Linked DNA regions of Mus musculus: region 1 is linked to region 2. The links are chromatin contacts, called in public HiChIP or PLAC-seq maps. All regions are on one chromosome and are shown on one strand. Each heading gives the region's core, a stretch centred on a gene start, on an enhancer-like site or on the middle of the called end of the contact. The rest is flanking DNA. Distances are from core to core; before and after follow the strand shown. Region 1 overlaps Map3k3 (mitogen-activated protein kinase kinase kinase 3). Region 2 holds the start of Tcam1 (testicular cell adhesion molecule 1).

Region 1 (7,114 bases), core at 3,491-5,990, 150 kb after region 2:
TTCTTTTTTCTTCCTTCCTTCCTTCCTTCCTTCCTTCCTTCCTTCCTTCCTTTCTTAGGGGAAAGTCTTTTTTTTTTTAATTCTTTAAGATTTATTTATTTTATGTATGTGAGTACACTGGCGCTATCTTCAGACACACCAGAAGAGGGCATCAGATCCCAGTACACACAGTTGTGAGTCACTATGTAACAGTTGCTGGGAACAGAACTCGGGTCCTCTGGAAGAGCAGTTAGTGCTCTTTTTTTTTTTTTTTTAAGATTTATTTATTTATTTATTTTATATAGCTGTATAGATGGTTGTGAGCCATCATGTGGTTGCTAGGAATTGGGAATTGAACTCTGGACCTCTGCTCCAGCCCCGTTAGCTCCGGCCCAAAGATTTATTTATTATTATATATAAGTACACTGTAGCTATTTTCAGACACTCCAAAAGAGGAAGTCAGATCTCATTAAGAATGGTTGTGAGGGCTGGTGAGATGGCTCAGTGGGTTAGAGCACCCGACTGCTCTTCCGAAGGTCCAGAGTTCAAATCCCAGCAACCACATGGTGGCTCACAACCATCCGTAACGAGATCTGACTCCCTCTTCTGGAGTGTCTGAAGACAGCTACAATGTACTTACATATAATAAATAAATAAATCTTTAAAAAAAAAAAGAAAGAAAAGAAAAGCTATTAAAAAAAAAAAAAAAAGAATGGTTGTGAGCTACCATGTGATTGCTGGGATTTGAACTCAGGACCTTTGGAAGAGCAGTCAGTGCCCTTAACCACTGAGCCATCTTCTCCAGCCTGAGGGAAAGTTCTTATATAGTACAAGCTGACTTCAAACTTACTATATAGCCAAGGGTGGCTTTGAATTCCTGATACCTAGCCTCTAAAATGCTAGCATTTTACAAGCATACACTCCAACATCCAGTTTCTTCTCCAATAAGTTTTAAGTATTGTTTTCCTTTTCTTGATAAGATGTGATGTATTTTGTAGCTGGGAGTATGGCTCTGTGTGTAGAGCAATTGCCCAGCATGTCCAAGGTTCTAGGTTCAAATCATATCACTGCTTAAAAAACAACCCAAACGCAAACACATACACACAACATCCACATACCACACACAAACCAAACGTTTTGTGTCAAAACACACATGGGATTTGAAAAGGTATTGCTTCTTTATGACTTTTTATTTTGGATTTTATGTTTTGAGACAGGGTTTCAAAGGTCTAGGCTGGCTTTAAACATCTGATGTAGATGAGAAAGCCCTAAACTCTTATCTTCCCACCTAAGTCATTCATGGTGCCATGATACCCAAATTAGCTTTTGTTTTATTTTGCATTTTCAGACAGGGTTGGCTCCATGTTGTCTGCATGTGTCACAATGCCCATCTTCCCTATGGTTCCTATTTTTACTAAATTATACTTAAAATAGTATTTTTGTTATGGAATTACAGAAGTTTTCTCATTTTTTTGTTAGTGTGTATGGCTTTTTGTTAATTTGTTTTGAGACAGGGTCTCACTGTGTAAGCTGTGACTGGTCTAGAATTCTATGCAAATGAGGCTGACCTCAAACTCACAGGGATCCACCTGCCTCTGCTCCTGAGTGCTGGGGTAAAAGGTGTGTATATGAGTCACCATACCCAGATGCTTGGTTTTTGAGACAGGGTCTGATGTGGCTTAGCTGGTCTGTCACTCACAACATAAAGCAGGCTGGCTTTCTTACACTCTGGGCATTCCTTTTATTTCTGCCTTCTGAGTGCTGAGTTCATAAGACACACTATCATACCCGTGTTTGAGAGTTTACTTTTAATACCCTACTACAAAGGCTATGTTTATAAAAGGTCTGTATTTTCTTGGGGGGAAAAAAGTCTCTTTTCTATAGTTTCTAAATACATCCAATAACTAATGTCTTAAAATTATTAGCTCTCAAAGAGTCTTTAATTAACAAAATGGATTTTTGCACTTCATTAAAATTTCTAAAACAATGAATGTGGTAGCTCATGCCTGAGGGAGATCCCAGCACTGAGGGAGAAAGGCAAGAGGATTGTAAGTTCTAGGGCAAGCAAAGCCACATACTGAGTTTCAGAGAAGCTAGAGTAAGACCTTATGTTTAAAAAAAAAAAGGACTACAGTAAAAAGGCCAAGTTGGAGAGTTAAAAGACAGCTCAGTGGTTAAGAGTACTTGCTACTCTTGCTGAGGACTGGGATTAAGCTCCTATTAGCCACAACTGTCTGCAATTCTATTTCTAGAAAATTAAATGCCCTTTTCTGGCTTCTAAGGACATTTGTCGTCCACATGATGTACATACATTCAGAAACACACATATACACATTTAAAAAAAAAATCAAGTTGCTATTATTTCTCAGGTTCCAGACAATCAGATTTTTAGGACATTCTGCACAGGGTCTATTGCAATCTTGCCTCTTTCTCTTCAACTAGCTTATGAAAACATACCCATCAATTACTTAAAAATCTGAAAATCATTTACATTCAAACATGCAGCTACAAACATTAAATATGAGTGCCTGAGTTCCAGAAATTACTCAGTGAGGCAACGCCAGTGTCTCAGCAGCTCGTTTCTCCTGGCTACTCTCTTGGGAAGAGCATCACTCTGAAGCAGAACAAGGTTAAATCCTCCCAGAGCCAGCTCGGGATCTGCAGAGAGCAGCTAAATTTGAATGAATTCTCTCTAGTGTGAAAAGGAAAACCTGGCTTCCTAGTGGCAGCAGCAGGTGTCTCAGATCATCAGGGTAGCAGGCACATGCAAATGTTTGATAAAGCATAGTTCTTTTAGATTTTTAAAAAGATTCGTTTATATGTATTTACACATAGATATGTGTGCATGTGAGTGCAGATGACCACCAAAGTCTGCAAAGAGAACTGAATTCCCTAGAGCTGCAGTGACAGGCAGTTTAGAGCCACTTGTCATGGGCGCCAGAAACTGAACTTTGGTCCCTGAAAGAATAGTACCTATTCTAAACCACTGAGCATCTCTCCAGCCTCCAGATTTCTACCTTGATAAAAATCCCACAGTTCAAGAAATGGGCTTTCTCCTCAAATCCTTTGCTGGCTAGTTCTATGTTAACTTGACACAAGCTAAGTGTCATCTGGGAGGAGGAAACCTCAACTGAGAAAATGCCTCCATGAAGACAGGGCTGAAGGCAAGCCTCTAAGAGAGACCTTAACTAAGAGAGACCTTGAGAAGTATCCAGAGGAACACTGTATTTTCTGCTATATAATGCACAAGCCTGATTTAGAACGAACGCCTTCCTCGGGAGGTCTAGCAGCATCTACATAATTTCTTTGCTGTTCAGTTGTACATACTCTGTCAATGCTGAGTCTCCAGGGTAACTCAGCTGACTGTCAGCGTCTTCCATGAAGCCCAGGATTTCTTAGGAGTAAGCAAGAAGCCTGTGCTCAAAACTAAAATGCAGACCTGACCCCTAACTTGACAGGTCCCCTGCGAGTATTCAAACGAATCCCTAAGATCACTTTCTCAGGGATGTTTAAAACAAATTTAACCATGTCATCCTATTATTATATTCTAAGATCCTCAAAAGTCCAGGTCATTTCATGTCCCCTCTACCCCAAATAAAAATGTAGAGCACTACTTTGCATAGTGATAGTCAACGAGCATTTGATGACTGTTTAGTAGTTGAATATTTTAAATGTGAACACATCAAATTTACAAGGATAGTAAAGAAGAAAGAGACTTACTGACAGACAGGTGCCTGCTTCTGGGCTCAGGAGCTTGGTAGATGGTATTTATATCCCCTGCAGACTGGGAAGGCTTGATCCGAACCTGCCTGGACACTCCAGAGTGGGGAGAGGAACTAGTCTATAAGAGAGGAGGCAAAAGTGTGAGCTACATTTTAAGTAATCAGGTCTATGAAGGATCTTCGTCTTTCCTTAGGACTCTCACACTCCTCAGGCACCTTTTAATGCGTTAGCTACCAGGTTTTTCAGGAAGTCTCAATCCTCACTTGCCACATCACTATGCTTGCTGTATGTTCACAGCTTCAGTGATAATTAAGCACTAAGATCTGCTGCCCCGACTCAAGAGGTGATGACCCAGATGCAGAAGAGTAACAGACATCCACGTAGTAATCCGTCACACAAGAAAGCGCTGTAAATACCCTCTCATAAAACTAGCTATCGAGAGGATGAAGAGGCGGCTCAGCAGCTAAGAGCACTGGCTGCTTTTACAGACGACCCAGGTTCAGCTCCCTGGACCTACATGGCAGCTCAAAACTAACTCCAGTTCCAGAGGACTCAACACCCTCTCTGGCCTCCTGCATTCATCATTAATCCTGCTAGCCCAGTCAAGATACCAGGCAAGAAATTAAATTGAAACACTGAGAAAGCTTAAAACTGAAAACTGAGGATGAGCAAGTTATACTAGGACATAATTTAAAAAAAAAAAAAAAAAGCATTACCAAGAGTAAAAATAGGAGCTACAATTTGGGCTAAAGTTTTTTGCTTGCTTCTCTGTATCTCTTCTACCTCCCAACAGGGGGGAAAGTACCACATAAACAATCTCTATATCCTGTCCTTCAGGAAAAAGGTTTCCCGCTTCCAGGGGCAAGTCCAGCTGCCAAGCAGCCTTCTCCAGCCTTCCCATGCCAGACTTTATCACATGGAGGGTTGTCTTGACAAACTGTCTTGCTTTAACAGGAAGTCAGAAACAAGGGGAAGTGAATGTTCTTGCTGAAGCCTCCGATGTGCAATAGCTCTCTGCTGAGAGTCAGAAAGGAAAAAACAGTCCAAACCACATACTGGGGGGAAAAGGGCAAGGAGGGGCCCCACAGCCCTGCAGTTAGGGAAAAAGCTATACGATGGGTATCCAAGGTCCTCTGCTTAGATGCAAAGCCTTTTACATAGTGGGCATTGACTCTATCTTGGCAAAACATGGATTTAAAATGTATCAAAGAACATATACTCTAACATTCAGTTTTTAAAAATCTATAAACTGGGGGTAGGAGGGGCTGGAGAGTTCAGAAAAGCACTAGTTGTTCTCTCAGAGGGCTCAGGTTTGATTCCCAGCACCAATATGACAGACAGCTCACAACTGTATATAACTCCAATTCCAGGAGATCTAACACCCTTTTCTGGCCTCTATGAACATCAGGCACACATGTAGTACAGGCAAAACACCAATACACAGTTGGGCTCAATCTCCAGCACTGAGTAAAACTAGTCATGGTGATGCATATCTGTAACTCCAGCACTCTGTGGGTGGAGGGAGGAGGATCAAGAAGAACAAGATCATCCTTAGCTACATGGTGAGTTCAAAATAAGCTTGGGCCGGGCGTGGTGGTGGCGCACACCTTTAATCCCAGCACCCGGGAGGCAGAGGCAGGCATATTTCTGAGTTCGAGGCCAGCCTGGTCTACAGAGTGAGTTCCAGGACAACCAGGGCTATACAGAGAAACCCTGTCTCAGAAAAACAAAACAGAACAAAACAAAACAAGCTTGGGCTAGAGACTTCCTCAAAACAAACAAACAATTATTTAAATACACAGTAACAAAGGCTGGATGGGGCAACTGCAGAAAATGGTGATCCACAGAAGAGAAATAAAAGGGTCAACATTTATCAGTGACAGGAATCAAAGACCAAAGATTTAGCATGCTGGAGCAGTGCACTCCAGTGTGATCTCTGGTGCCAGTCTATGAACTAGCAGCACACTGGTAACCAGTAATGTACAGTAATTCTGGAAATATAGCAATTTGGCAGAGGAACCTTACATTGACTGAACATAACAATTGAAAACTATGGGCTTATAGTTATAGGTGTTCATGTTTCCATGGATGCGTGTTAAATCCAGGACCAGGGCTTTGCACTTACTAGGCAAGCATTCTACCACTGAACTGGCTACAAACCCCAGTCTATCGGCTTTATATTTTATACTTCACTTTTCTATTCCTTCTTGAGACAGGGTCTCTCTACTCTATAGCTCTAGTTGTTCTGGAACTCACTATGTAGACCAGGCTAACTCTGAACTACCAGAGAGATGTTCTTGCTTCTTATGTCTCCTGAGTGCTATGATTAAAGGTGTATACCATCAACCCCAGCCCTATTTCACTTTTCAAATTAAAAAATAAATACATGGTTAATGAAAAATTAGAAATCAAAAGGACAAAACTGATATTTCATGTGCATAAATGTAGATGACATGGATTAATGATGGGTGTATTTCCTTGGTCTGCACCTTTTAAAACAATTACTTACTTAAAAATCACTTGGGGGGGGGGCGCTTGAGACAGGGTTTCTCTGTATAGTCCTAGCAGTCCTGGAACTCACTTTGTAGACCAGCTGGCCTCGAACTCAGAAATCCACCTGCCTCTGCCTCCCGAGTGCTGGGATTAAAGGCTGCGCCACCACTGCCTGGCCATACTATTTATTTATGTATTTACTTGCTTCTGTGTGCACATGTATAGAGCTCAGAGGAGAGCTTTTGAGAGTCAGTTCTTGCCTTCCACCATGTAGGCTCGAGACCAAACTCAGGTCATGAAGGTTGGCAGTTAAGTGCCTTTACTTCCTGAGTCATCTCAATCAATCTATCTATCTATCTATCTATCTATCTATCTATCTATCTATCTATCTATCTATCTATCAACTATCAGAGGCAGAGTCTCATTATGTTGCCCTGGCTGACCTTTTTTAGTCTGTGTGTACATGTATATGTGAAGGTACATATATGCCATAGCATGTATACGAAGACAACTTTTGGGAGTTGGTTTTTTTCTACCATGTGGGCCCTCAGAATAGAACTCAGGTTGTTAAGATTAGCAGCAAGAGCCTTTACCCACTAAGAGACTTGTCACCCCATCTTTATTTCTCCTTCTATTACTACTACTACTACTACTACTACTACTACTACTGCTGCTGCTGCTGCTTTTGAGTAAGGGTCTCACTGCTGGTGGCCCCCAAAAATCACAAAAATCTGTCTGCCTCTGCCTCCCAAGTGTCGTGGTTAAAGGCATTCCCCACCACACCTAACCTCCACTGTTATTGTTAAATGTAAGTATTAATACTAAAAATAAAAACAGTTTAAATTTGTCAATAGTAAACCACCAAAAAAATTTATGTAATTATGGTATATCTTGTGAAGGAAATTATGTGCCATTGTAA
Region 2 (6,770 bases), core at 3,858-6,357:
AGTGATTTCCCTGTGTATGTGCCGGTGTACCACACGTGTTCCTGGTGCCTGTGGGGATTCAGCGCTGGCTCTCCTGGGACTGGAGGTATAGAAGACAGTGAATAACCCTGGAGGGTCTGGGAATCCAACTCCAGGCCTCTGCAAGAGCAACCAGTGCTCTTAACCTCCGAGCCAACTCTCCAGTCTGGAGAATAATTTTATAAATAAAGAGGTGTAAAAGGAAGTGATTTGCTGTAGTTCCTGCCTACAGTCAAGCACCCGAGGTGGAAGCAGGGGGATCAGGAGTTCAAGGTCACCCTCCTTTACTGTCCCTGGAGAGTTGGGGGTTAGCATGGGCTACACGAGACTTCATCTCAAAAAAAATTTTAAAAAAGAACTGGAACACACACACATATATTCATATATTTATGTTCACACATATTTTATATATGTGCATGCATGCATGTGTATGAAACCAGAAACTTCACTATAGCAAGACTCTCAGTGTGGTCTTGAAAGAACTTCCTGCAGCCAACTGATTTAAGTTCGGTCCTTGTTCAAGGACAGGAAGGCATGAGGAGGACGGGAATGTATTGACTGTATTGCACATATCCTTTTCCTAGTTTGTCTTGTCTATTAAACTGAGTCCAAAAAAAGTATGTCAGCAGGGAACCACTAAACATGGTGATTGGGGAGATGAAATCTAGTTGGCCATGTTCAGTGCAAAGTGACCCTGAACCCAGCGAACACAGTCACTGGAAGCTTGCTCTCTGGGAGAAATGTTTCCATCTGGCCTCTTCAGAACCTCTGTGAAACATCTCTCAAGATCATTGTCTCTCCCTGGTTCGCCACCACATTCAACAGACAAATGGCTCCCCTTCAGCTGGCTCCACTGCTGTAGTCCGGGTCCATGCTTAGGTCACCTGCCCCTGTTCTGTTTCTTTTTATTCAAACAAAACAAAACAAAACCCCCATCTAAACTAACTTCTAGAAGTTTCCCCCATTCCCATTTCCTTTCCTCTTTGTTTGTTTCCCCCAGGGAACACAGCTGAGGCCTCTGGTAGGCTAGACAAGTGTTCTACTCTGGGTCTCATCTCCAGCCAGCCAGGAGCCTTCTTGCTTTGTTTTGATTTGGGGGTTGGTTTTTTGTTTTGTTTTGTTTTGTTTTTTGTTTTTTTGAGACAGGGTTTCTCTGTATAGCCTTGGCTGTCCTGGAACTCACTCTGTAGACCAGGATAGCCTTGAACTCTGAAATCTGCCTGCCTCTGCCTCCCAAGTCCTGGGATTAAAGGTGTGCGCCACCACACCCGGCTTGTTTGTTTTATTTTGGTCTTTTTTTGTACATATGTAACAGGCATATCAAAAGTAATACTTCCAAGTGAATGTTACTTTTCCAAAATAACCACATTAAGTGCCAGCACACTTTTAGTTCTTCCTAGCACTTGGCAGGCAGAGACAGAGGCAGGTGGAGCTCTATGAATTCAAGGCCAGCCTGGTTTACATACTGAGTTCTGGGCCAAAGATGATATACCATTATTCAAAAGTCTGTTGGAAGTGATTTATAACTAGCTTTTAAGTTACACAGGAAAAATCACTTTCTTTATTAAATTCTCCCTTTGTGTGTGTGTGTGTGTAAAAAAAGAAAACAGTGTTAGCCATGGGAGTTGTCAAACTTAGTTCCAGTTACTTACAACTCTTTTTTGTTTGTTTGTTTTTATTTTTGTTTTGTTGTTGTTGTTTTCGAGACAGGGTTTCTCTGTGTAGCCCTGGCTGTCCTGGAACTCACTCTGTAGATCAGGCTGGTCTTGAACTCAGAAATCCACCTGCCTCTGCCTCCCGAGTGCTGGGATTAAAGGCATGCGCCACCACACCCGGCATACTGAATGAATTTCCAAATGTAAGCTGGGTAACAATTCTGAAGGAAATGTCCCCAGACGGGACAGATGGCATCCATGCATTTTTATAAATGTATTGTTGAGCATGCCAGGCTCCAAGTAAAATGGGGAAGAATCAGCCAGGTGCTGATGGCACACGCCTTTAACTTCAGCACTCAGAAGGCAGAGGTAGATGGTTCTCTCTGAGTTCAAGGTCAGCCTGGTCTAGATAGTGAGTTCCAGGACAGCTATGGCTAGACAGTGAGACTGTGTCAAAGAAGAAGAAAGGAGGAAGAGGAAGAGGAGGAGGAGGAGGAGAAGAAACATCTTTATCCTGTAGAAATGGATTCCTTAAAGTTTAGTAGGAAAGGCAAATGTAAAGATACCTTTGCTAAGTGATGTAATGAAAAGTTAGACCTAAGGATGTGCCTCAGTTGCAGAGTCCTTGTCAGTCATGTATTGCATTCAAACGGTGGCATGGTGGGTAGCAGGTGGCCTCAATATTTTGTAAACTTTCCATAAGATGTAGAAAATATTGGTTGGGGATATGGAGGACCTGAGTTCAAATAAAAATCTGGACGTGGCCATGCAAGCCTGTAAGCCCAGTCCGGGCATAGTGGCGCACGCCTTTAACCCCAGCACTCAGGAGGCAGAGGCAGGCGGATTTCTGAGGCCAGCCTGGTCTACAAAGTGAGTTCCAGGACAGCCAGGGCTATACAGAGAAACCCTGTCTCCAAAAAAAAAAAAAAAAAAAAAAAAACAAAAAACAAAAAACAAAAACCAACAAGCCCAGTCCTAAGAGGGGCCAAGACAGGATTGCTGGGGCTTGTCGGTTAGCAGCCTAAGTTGAGTGAGAGACGCTGGCTCAAAGGAACAGATACACTGCAGTCAAACTGGTTGGTTTTCCCTGTAGTTGCTACTAGTTTAGGTCTGTGCCCCTCAGTAGACACAGGAAAACAGGGAAAGGTGAGGGTTCTTTTTGGTCATCACCCTATCACCCCTCACCCCTCATCTCCACACCTGTGTTTATCCTTCCTTCCTTGTTTCTTTCCATCCTTTCTTTCTTCCTTCCTTTCTTTTATTTTGAGACAGGATCTTGCTCTATAGCCCAGGCCAATCTGTATTTATCCTGGGCTAACCTTGAACTCACAGTCTTCCTGACTTGGTTTTTCCAACGCTGGGTTAAAGGCTTGTGCCACCATCCCAGGTTCCCAGACACTCTGTGCGCTACGCTGTGTCATGCCCTCCTCCCATCTGCCTGTCACACCCACAGCTCTAATCCTTCATCATTTTGTCAGCATGCATTTGATCTGATTCTGAGTGAGCCAGCACTCAGCCTACACTTGTCTGGTCACTCCGAGGCTGGCAGTCTTAGCATCTGCTCCCTCTATGGTCTATGTATTCCTTGGTTTATTCTGTAAAATATATCCCAACTTAGAGAACTTAAATTGTTTTTTTTTCTTTGGCTTTGTTGTTTTTGAGACAGCCTCACGTGGCCCAGGCTGGCTGGCCTTGAACTTGCTATGTGGCTGTGGATGACTTTGAACTCCTGATCCTCCTATCTCTCCCTAATGCTGGGACTACAGGAGTGTAACACCAGGACCAGCTAGGATTAAACTACTGGAAAGTTCAGGCCCACGGTCCAGACCCTTGGGGATTGGCTGTGGGACAGGACCTATCCCAGATGTGTGAGGTATGGCTTCAGCCACATCCTGTGCTTTGGACGTTGGGTTCTCGAGGCCCATTCGCATTCAAGTGTTCCTGAGGTTTCTCCTAAGCGGGAGCCACACTCCAGCCTTTGCCTCCTCTCTGCCTGGGAGCCATCCCCTCCTCCCCTTGCTCTCTGCTCATCTCTTAGGAGGTCCCTTTACCCTGACTACTCTCTCTTCAGCCCTCAGCACCCACAATGTCGGTCCGTTTTCCTTTCCTATCCTACACATCACCTCTAACACATTTACGGTGGCCATGCCCTGTAAGTGTTACCACGGAGAGAACCTAAATAACTCCCCCTAATTTCAGTTGTTCTCTGTTAACTTAAAAAGCTACTCACTGTGAAGGTCACACAGTGTAGCAATGCAGTGTTGGTCTTCCAGTTATAGATTGCAACTGACCACAGTTAAGAATGGTTGCCTGGGTTACTTTTTTTTTTTTTTTTCTAAACATCCTGAAGACTGAAAGCACTCTTCAATCCAGCCTTGGATGAGTGATTGGAGAGAATAAAGAGGCCTGCCTCTGTCTTCAGACAGTGTTGCATGCAGATATATGGGACCATTTGAAAACACTTTGGTTCAAAAGGATAATACGGGGTTAACTTGACCTAGAGCCCACCCCCCTTTAAAGTCACCTACAGCAGTGGTGACTACAATCATCAGTCCATGAAATTAGCAAAAAGGGACAGCACTGCCTAACCCTGAGTCCTGGAAAGTCCTGACTTTGTCTCAGAAAACATGACCACTACTGTCAGCCAGCTCTGAATTGAGAAGCATCTTTGGCCACTGAATAAAGATCTCTCTTGCCAATGGCTTGTGGTGGTGGTGGTGGTGGTATGCCAGGAACATTTTTCCAAGTTTCCGCTGTGCCTCTCTTCCCTGAACTAAAAGGCTGTGTCCGGCCAGGCATGGTGGCACATGCCTTTAACCCCAGCACTTGGGAGGCAGAGGCAGGCGGATTTCTGAGTTTGAGGTCAGCCTGGTCTACAAAGTGAGTTCCAAGATAGCCAAGGCTACACAGAGAAACCCTGTCTCGAAAAACCAAAACCAAAACCAAAAAAAAAAAAAAAAAGAAAGAAAAAAAGAAAAAGAAAAAAGGCTGTGTCTGTCTTCCTTGCACTATAAACACCATGAAGGAAGGGTCCCTTGTTTTAGCCACTGATGGGTTCCTACAGACTGGAACGGTTATAGCAATTACCAATGGTGGAACCAAAGGAAATATAAACTAATACTTGTGGGAAGGAACACTTGGATGGGGGATCAAAAGGCCAGCCTTCGCTGGGAAAGTGGCGTGCATACAGTTGAGTCTGAAGGCATTTAACGGCAGTATTTAAAACACTTGGAAATAGATGGGAACCAAATACTTCCAGGCGTGTTGGCTAACTCCCCCACCTGCTAGCTGATCCTCTCCTGGATTTCACAAGTACAAACCGACATAAATCCAAGCAAACCAAATAGGACCCAAATCCTCACTGAGTCAAAGCGGTCGTCTTGCCCCTCTTGCCTCACTGCCGAACCTTCCTCGATGCTTGGGGACCTCAGACTGAACAGCGACATCGCCAACGCGCTCGAAACCACCACGTGCGGCAACCGTTGAGTCCGTGCTCCTGTAAGGGGCGCTGTGCGCCTGTGCTGCGCCGAAGTCCCCTGATCTGCCCAGAAACTCGTGACGCTTACTCTGCCTCTTAACAGGATTGGCTGAGAGGAGAAGCGTGAACAAATAGCTTAAAAAGCTGGGTGCTTCGGAAGAAGAGTAGGGAAGCCATCTCCTGCTTCGAAAGGAGTGCGGATTTGTCTCTAGACAATCGCTACTGAGCGAGGCTTGGTGATGCAGACCCATAACCCTTGCTTATGGGAGCTGGTGGCAAGAGAAATACCAGTGCAAGGTCATGCCTTGATACTTGGGCTGTTGGTAGACAATAAGCTAGGTGGGGACAGACAGTAAAGTCAACCATGCCGCACTAAGCTCTTTAGACAGGCTTTCCCAAAAGTTACCGGCGTTTAGACTATGTAGAGCGGTGGGGTCCTTTACAGGCAATCCTGCGATCGCGTGATACAGCAAAGCAGGGCTGTTCCCAAAGTCGGGATGGAAGGGAAGGTGGAAGCGCCTCTCCTATCTCAGACTCAGCTCAGAGTCCCTGAGAGTTCTGAGAAGCCCAGAGAGCTACATTCTGAAGTCCCCTGATGAAGATAAGTGAGGACACTCGGGTTCGTGGATGGAAGTGTTCTGATTTGCTTTCTCGGGGAAAAGAAATGCCAGAGGATTGGCTAGGGTGGCCCATGCAGGAAGCCAGTTGGATGGGGTGGAAGACATGCTGAGGAGCTAGGAAAGATTTGGGAAAACAGAAGTACGTGATTCAGAATGGGGGTGGGGGTGGAAGATGACGGTGGTGTCGAGAAAGAGAAAGCTCTAAGCTGTTGTCACCACCTTGCCTTTTACCCCTAGCATGGACTCTAACCCTTCGAAACCATAAGGCCAATTAAATGGGTTTTGTTTGTTTGTTTGTTTTTAAAGACGGGGTGTCTTTGTGCAACACGGCTTTGTAGACCAGGCTGGCCTTGAGCTCACAGAGATCCACTTGCCTCTGTCTCTTGAGTGCTGGGACCAAAAGTCTGCACCCCCCACATGCAGTTTAAGTGTTTCCTTTTCTAAATTGCTTTGGTCATCACATTTTGTCACAGCAATAGAAAAATAGCCAATATCACCGGAAAACAGCTTTAATGTATGAGCTATGTCTCCATCCCTGCAGCATCCTTTTTACTGACCATGTAACACTGTTTCATGTGCATTATCTGATTCTCTGTTGTCAGACACTGATGCTGTTACATGATATAAAGAAAACACTAGGACCATAACAGCAAGCCTTGGCTCTACAGAGCAGCAAGTCAAACTTGGCTGACCCCACAGAAGATTCACAGGCCAGTTCATGCAGGCTTAGCTTTCCTGCTCTTTGAACAAAGGAGCCCCTCCCCCACCTTCTGGAGACAGGATCTTATTATGTACACTGTAGCCAATAATGAAACTGACCTTCCACTTCTCTGGCCTTCACCTCCCAAGTGCTGAGATTACAGGCATGCATGACCACACCCAGCTTTATGTGGTGCTAGGGATGGGAGGCAGGGCTCCACGCATGCTAGGCGAGCACACTGCCAACGCCGTTATATTCCCCAGTCCAGAGCAAAGAAGCCGATATGACACGCTAGCTTA

Evidence for each region. HiChIP or PLAC-seq counts read pairs in DNA pulled down with a chosen protein or histone mark.
Region 1: a contact with region 2 is called in an H3K27ac HiChIP or PLAC-seq map of microglia, with 3 times the contacts expected there. The contact joins the enhancer-like site here to the promoter of Tcam1 in region 2. A contact is called at or near these places in 1 of 484 Hi-C or Micro-C datasets (the G1E-ER4 cell line), 2 of 115 datasets of contacts at active chromatin or transcription factors (embryonic stem cells and microglia) and 3 of 9 other capture datasets (adipose tissue, liver and pancreatic islet).

The regions. Positions count from the first base shown.
Region 1 is chr11:106,120,492-106,127,605 of GRCm38.p6, reverse strand. Map3k3 (mitogen-activated protein kinase kinase kinase 3) reads right to left here. Exons shown (of 16, transcript NM_011947.4): 6 at 3,700-3,820. Among named protein-coding and RNA genes, the nearest start is that of Gm10840, 35 kb to the left of the region's middle. Within about 2 kb of position 4,740, at least 106 of the 459 cell types and tissues checked have an H3K27ac peak or open chromatin away from gene starts, as enhancers often do. A contact at or near this core is called in the G1E-ER4 cell line, adipose tissue, liver and 1 more, where this site is marked.
Region 2 is chr11:106,275,059-106,281,828 of GRCm38.p6, reverse strand. It overlaps Tcam1 (testicular cell adhesion molecule 1), which reads right to left and starts at 5,107. Exons shown (of 8, transcript NM_001379686.1): 1 at 5,036-5,107.